Linked DNA regions of Anas platyrhynchos: region 2 is linked to region 1. A link is a contact called in public Hi-C data. All regions are on one chromosome and are shown on one strand. The core of a region is the stretch at or near the end of the contact, and the rest is flanking DNA. Distances in the headings are between cores, read along the strand shown. Region 1 holds the start of MTHFS (methenyltetrahydrofolate synthetase). Region 2 holds the start of PEX11A (peroxisomal biogenesis factor 11 alpha).

The links. A called contact is a pair of places that touch in the nucleus more often than the background predicts.
Region 2: a Hi-C map of F1 follicle shows a contact between it and region 1, with 2.1 times the contacts expected there. The contact joins the promoter of PEX11A here to the promoter of MTHFS in region 1. A contact is called at or near these places in 5 of 8 Hi-C or Micro-C datasets (F1 follicle, liver, skeletal muscle and 1 more).

What each region holds. Positions count from the first base shown.
Region 1 is chr11:16,743,063-16,746,269 of IASCAAS_PekinDuck_T2T, forward strand. It overlaps MTHFS (methenyltetrahydrofolate synthetase), which reads left to right and starts at 1,428. Exons shown (of 3, transcript XM_027466238.3): 1 at 1,428-1,661. The coding sequence starts at 1,509.
Region 2 is chr11:16,946,842-16,950,048 of IASCAAS_PekinDuck_T2T, forward strand. PEX11A (peroxisomal biogenesis factor 11 alpha) reads left to right here and starts at 1,631. Exons shown (of 3, transcript XM_072043595.1): 1 at 1,631-1,770; 2 at 2,392-2,507. The coding sequence starts at 1,631. It overlaps WDR93 (WD repeat domain 93), which reads right to left and starts at 1,676. Exons shown (of 15, transcript XM_072043593.1): 1 at 1,413-1,676; 2 at 612-807. The coding sequence starts at 1,676.

The DNA.
Region 1 (3,207 bases), core at 178-2,677:
AGAAAAGCTGGGCTGAGAGGCCGCACCTTGAGTTCTGTGTTCAGTTTTGGGCTCCTCACTACAAGAAGGACATTGAGGCCCTGGAGCATGTCCAGAGAAGGGCTACGAAGCTGTTGAAGGGCCTGGAGCACAAGTCCTGTGAGGAGCGGCTGAGGGAACTCTTGTTTTTTTTTTTAGGCTAGAGAAGAGAAGGCTCAGAGAGACCTTATTGCTCTCTACAACTCCCTTAAAGGAAGGTGTGGGGAGCTGTGGTCAGCCTCTTCTTGAAGATAACTAGCAACAGAACTAGAAGGAATGGCCTCAAGTTGCGCCAGCGGAGGTTTAGGTTGGAGTAATGAGACATTTCTTCTCAGAAAGAGCAGTCAGGCGTTGGGACAGGTTGCCCAGGGAGGTGGTGGAGTCACCGTCACTGGGGGTGTTCAAGGAAAGGTTGGACATGGTGCTTGGGGACATGGGTTAGTAGGTGACATTGGTGGTAGGGGGATGGTTGGACCAGATCTTGAAGGTTTTTTCCATCCTTAATGATTCTATGATTCTACGATATACTGTCTAGAATCTAAACAGTTTGTCTTAAAACAGCAGTGCTACTAGCTAAGTCTTCTAAAGTACTATAGATATACTTTGTTAACCGTCATGGGTTTATGTATGACACTGTTTGACATGTATTGCCTCAGGTTCTGGGGCAGTGCTGTTTCACAGCTGCCAGGCAATATGTTGGAGAACACAATACTCTTTCCAGAGCAAAAGATGTGGCCAACAAGCCGCATGTGGGATAGCTGGTAGCGTCAATAAACACAGCCATTAGATTGAGATGTCTCCCAGTAACACCTAGAGAGGATGTATGAAAGTGACTGTTCCCGAATTCCTACCAAGGGAGAAACCAAAAGACATTTCAGCATCTCCATTTCGATGCCCCCATCACCAAGCCAGCACCCGTGGTGTGAGGGGGCGTGAGGCTGCCATGGGCCGGTGCCAGCGCAGCGCTTTCAGTTCCTCTCAGGGCACAAAATCTCCCCTGCATTCCAGGCCCACCAGCCACCACCAGAGCTTGTAGGGATGTGAAACCATCTGTCAGGCAGTGGTCAAATATCCTGCTGAAGTGTAATTTCCCTTTCTATAGCAAAATTAGGAAAGGGGAAATTCTTTGCAATCCATGCTAGCTTGAAAATGGTTCTGCATGGCACAGGGCTCACCCTGACAGGTGTTTGGTGTGGAGTGGAGACCGTGGGCAGAGCACACCAGGCCTCAGAGCCACGACTTTTTGCTGGGGATCACCCTGCAGGGAACGCTGACCCCATGGCTGTGAGGGACAGAGGAGGTGGCTGCCCCAAGCAGGGATGGAAGCACCCACGTTCCCCTGACCCTGGCTGGGGCACAGTGCCCAACAATCCCCTCCCCGGACAGCGGGGCTGTGCTGGGACCTCAGCTGGCTGCAAGCCACGAGGGAACCGAGCCCAGCAGCTCCACAACGCTACCCCGAGGCGCTGCTGCCCGGTTCCCCGGGGCTCATGGAGCCGCCGCGGGAGGGCGGCGGCGGCGTCCCCGAAATGGCGGCGGCGCTGCGGGCCGCCAAGCGGGCGCTGCGAGCCGAGCTGCGGCAGCGGCTGCGGGCAATGGGCACGGCGGAGAAGCAGCGGCAATCCCGCCTGCTCAGCCGCAAGGTGGGTGCGAGCCGGGGCCCTGCCGTCACCCGGAGGCTTCCAGGAAGAGCGGAGCACCGGGGGCGGGCGGGGAGGATGAAGGAAGCGGGCCCGGCCCCGGCTCTCCGCGGGGAAGCCCGCCGGGGGGTTTCCGAGCCCCGCCGGGAGCCCAGGAGGGGACTCGGGGCCGCCGCCAGCTCCTCGGATCCCTCCTGGAGCAGCGGGGGCGGCTTGGCCATTGCCGTGCCCCTTCCTAAAGCGGCTGCTGCGCTCCCCGGCCGTGATCAGGCCGGAGCAGGGCGCTGGAAGAGGACGGGGCTGCGATTTCAGGGCTTTGGGGTGGCTGCTGCGGGCGAGGGGCATGGTGGAGTGGGGACGTGCTCTGCGGTGCAGCCCGGCGCGGGGGGGCTTCACGTGGCTGTGGGGTGGCTGCTTATCCTAAAATGTTCGCGTCGGCCTGGCTTTACAGCCAGCCCCGTGTCAAAACTTAGCGACTGGCTCATCCTGGCCTTTCACTTAACTGGCTGTAATTGCCCTTCCGTGTCCTTCGGGGTATTTCTTCCCTGCAATATGATTTCTAATGTGATTTTTATACTTTAAAAGGTATCGAGAGGGGTTTTACCTTACTGGTGTCGTAGCACAGAGTGGTACCAATGTGTTCTTTTGAAATGTCCTGTTCGCATTTGGATTGCAAAGTTTTTATATAGATGTATTTTGTCATTTTAATAAACACAATAAAATTTTATTTTTCAGTCACTGCATGTAATAGAACAGTCATCCTTTTTTTTGCAGCACCAGAGTGTACTTCTAGATGATCTATGTTTACATTGTTATTTTCCTGCCAAAGGATCTTAAATCTTTTTATAAACTTTGCTTAGTACTAATGTGTAGCCACTTCATGAATGTGACATGGCAGCACAGACACTTTAGGTCATAGGTTCAGTTGGAACTCACATAAACTTTTTTTCATTGCTTTTATATATATACAAATATATATATAAAATATATATTATATAAATATATATATATGCATTACATCCTACTACAATGCAAGTATATTTTAATAATCTCATACCACAGACTTAAATCACAGTTTTTATAACATCCTGTCACAGTCCTCTGCCAACTTTATAAGCACCCGGGCCATATACAGAACTTTATGGAGCTCTCAGTCTTGGTCTAACTGCAGCCGATAAAACTCAGCAACAGGACACTTGTCTCTGTGGGTGAGGACATACAAAATATAAAGCTTTATTTTCCTTAAAAGAAAGCATTGGGAAATATGACATAAGTTGATGATATCATGCCATTTTAATATTATGACACAAGTTGAAAATCATGAGCTTTTTTCAGACACAATGGCATTGCACAGCTGACAGAAGAGAGTCAGCTTCCTTAAGGGAAGGGAATGCAGCTGACATGAAATTCTTGAACATGATGAGAAAATACTTGGAACAATATGAGGCTGAAAGTGTAGCTCTATAGTGTATATCAATAAGTGTAGCTAATAAAAGTGAGTATGTTCTTTTATAGCACCTGAACAGCATGTTTAGTAGTAAAATCTCAT
Region 2 (3,207 bases), core at 381-2,880, 200 kb after region 1:
TAGGAAGAGGAAAGTGAACAGATGGTAGCCATGCTCTTGGGAGAGGGCTGTTACAATATCTGCAGGAGAGTGGACAGGACTATGTTTTTGTGTTTTTTTCTGGGCTCAAGGAAGAATATCCCACTGCTTCCAGTGGCTTCCTTATGTCATTACCAGCAAACACTTGATTGTACACAGAGATGGATAAGACAGTCTGAAAAGCACCTCCGCCAGAAATGACAGCTTTCAGACGAATCAACAAACAAACTTATTCACCACAGGGCTGTACAATTACAGGTGCTGAAACAAAGCACAAGCAGGAGGTCACACCTAGCAATGCTTCTTTCCATCTGGTCTAAAACTTACTGCACTTCAGCCTCAGCCCTGCATCTGCCTCTGCTGTTCCAGCAAGGACACCAAACCCACACCCTTTCCTAATCCCAAGGCCCTAGGGCCACTCTATCACCCTACAACCCGTTACCTAACACTCTTTGCAGGGCTTTCTAGGAAATACAACAGCCACGCTCACATTCCTCCTGATTTAGCACTCTTCCATAAAGCAGCTACCAACTCTTCAGCTCCAGAGCCCAGCCATCCACCAGCCAGGTCAGGGAAACCCATGTCACACCTACCCATTTCATCCACAGTGAGCAGGACATGGTGCTCGTTCCCCAAGTCCGAGGAGCGGATGACACAAATCTCTGTCTTGACTGCATCCCAAACACAGACCTGCTTACAGTCGTACATCCTGAAGGCAGCCAGACCCACAGACAGACCAACAAAGATGAATTTTCCAGACACTGACAGGCAATTGGCTGTTCCAGTTACCTACCAAGAGAGGAAAAGATGTGTGCACCCCACCACTACAGATGAGGGGGATACATCAGCCACACCAGCAATAATCTCCTAACCTTTCACCAGTAGCAAAGGCTGATTTGTTCTACAAGGGAGAAGCTTTTGCATGAGCTTTCATCAGAAGAGCAGGGGAAGAAGGTCACATCTCTGTCACAGAGATTGCTTGGTCAGGAATTAGAGAGTTTATTTCTCTCAGAAATAAAAATAACAATAAAATAAAAAGAAAAACCTGCTCACAGCATATTCACTATTACACAAAGCTGAGCTTGCTCATTTGTATGCTACTGACTAATTACCTTCTGGGCTCAACAAGGGTGGAGCAAGCCAAGGAAGCAGAAGGTGAATTTAATGCTCTTTAATACCTGCTTCTTTCTTTTCAGAGAGATGTGATAGATGGGTGGCAAGCAGAACCTGTTGGACAAGCTGAGAAACTGCAGCCCTTTTGAAATGAATCGGGGAGATGGTGGTGGATTCTGAGGAAGGTGATGAACAGAAGGATGTAAAGCCAACTGAATGGATATTCACTAGAGAAACTGGCAAGGTAATTGCTGCTGTCCCTGGTGTAAGGGGCTCTGTACCTGGAATTCAGCTGTAGGAAAGCATTTTGTGGGCTGGCCCTTCAGTTTTTGTGCTTCTCGGAGCGTCTCCCTTCTTTCGATGATTTCCATAGCATTTTCAAAAACCAGCATCACCAGTTTGTTGGCCATCCTGAAGGGCTGAGGCAACACATCGCGTATTCGCTCGGGATCCTGCTGGAAGAAGTCTTCCTCATCATCCTTCAGCCAGTCCTCTTCAGATGGCGGAGGAATCTCCAGGGAATGCTTCCGGACACGCGCGGGCATCGTGCTGCCTCTCGCAGTGCAGAGCACAGCACCGGTGCAGTAACCACAGCAGGTGCAGGAGAACGAAGAATCGCACAATATCTACTTTCATGAGGTAAAGGGGAAAAAAAAGAAAATCTGGTTAATGATAGTTAAGAGGGAAGAGGGTTCCTTTGGGAGTGGGCAGAGCAAAGTTTCTCTGTATTGTTTATTTCTACTTGTTGCATCCCCTCTGTTACTTTGTTTTTGTTCCGCTCTGCGAATATCGGAGGCAAAGACACTGATATTTTACATTAAAAAATAAATAAATAAAGTCAAAGTTTAGGAGTGAGGTGGATAAGATTTATGAAAAAGCATTAAAAGAAAAAAAAAACAACAACCTGGGAGGAGGGGGGGGGGGAAGCTTTTCGCGGTGACACCGCCCCGCACCTGCCCTGCTGTTGCCGGTCGCCATGGCAACGGGCCGGCAGCGCCGCGGCCCGGCCGGGGAAGCAGAGCCCGGAGCGGGGGGGTTCCGGCGGCGGAGCGGGGCGGAGCGGGGCGGAGCGGGAGCGGCCGCCGTTGTGGTGCCGGTGCCGGTGCCGGCGGGGCTGCCCCGGCGCCATGCAGCGCTTCGTGGACTTCACCGAGCGCAGCCAGGGCCGCGAGAGGCTCCTACGGTGAGTGCTCGGCCCTTGTGCCGGGGTCCCCGGGTGCCCGCCGTGCTCTCAGCCCGTGTGTCTGTGGTGTTTTGCAGAGCCACGCAGTACACCTGCATGCTGCTGGGCTATGTGCTGCAGCGGCAGGCCGAGAAGGAGGAGCTGGTGCTGAAGCTGAAGCAGCTGGAAGCCAGCATGAGCTCGGGACGGAAGAGTAAGTGCCGGGGTCCCCGGGGGCGAGCGCCTCCTGGGGACACAAAACCCTTCTGGTGGACTCATGGAGCTGTCAGCATCCTTACCCTGCCTTGGCTTGGCAGGATCTGCACGGCTACAAAGGCATTTGTCGCTCCTCCAGCCTCCTCTGCCATGAGTTGCTGCAGGGAGGGCTGGAGCAGTGAGTTAACAGGCAGGAGTTGAAGTTGTCAGCCCTGTTTTGGGACAGAACGAGGAGTTTTGGCACACCGCTGCCTCACTGCACTCCTGTCAGTCCTCCCAGCAAGGTGGCTTACTACTAAAGATCCCCATCCCCTGAAAAGCACCTCTGAAGAACCATCCTTCAACGTGGCTTCTTACATTTTACTTCACACGACTTTTCTTTAGCACTTACACTCTACTAATTTTTTTCCCCGTCTCTCCTTTTCTTGTGCTCTAACTGTATGCATCACTTTGTTCCATGTCACCCTGTTGGGGTTGTGCTGTTTGTTGCTGTGGTTGTCCTGTGTGCTTTCGGCTTGATCTTACACCTACTTATCAATTACTCAATTCTGGAGCAGTTTCAACATGTGCGGCAAGGACGCTGATTTAATGTGTTACCATAGATTTGTTTTATTATGCCAATTAGCTCTGGAGTATGGTAATTTCCAGGAGAGAGGCCAGCTGGTTTATCAGCACAGCCATAATTCTCTTGTCTGTGC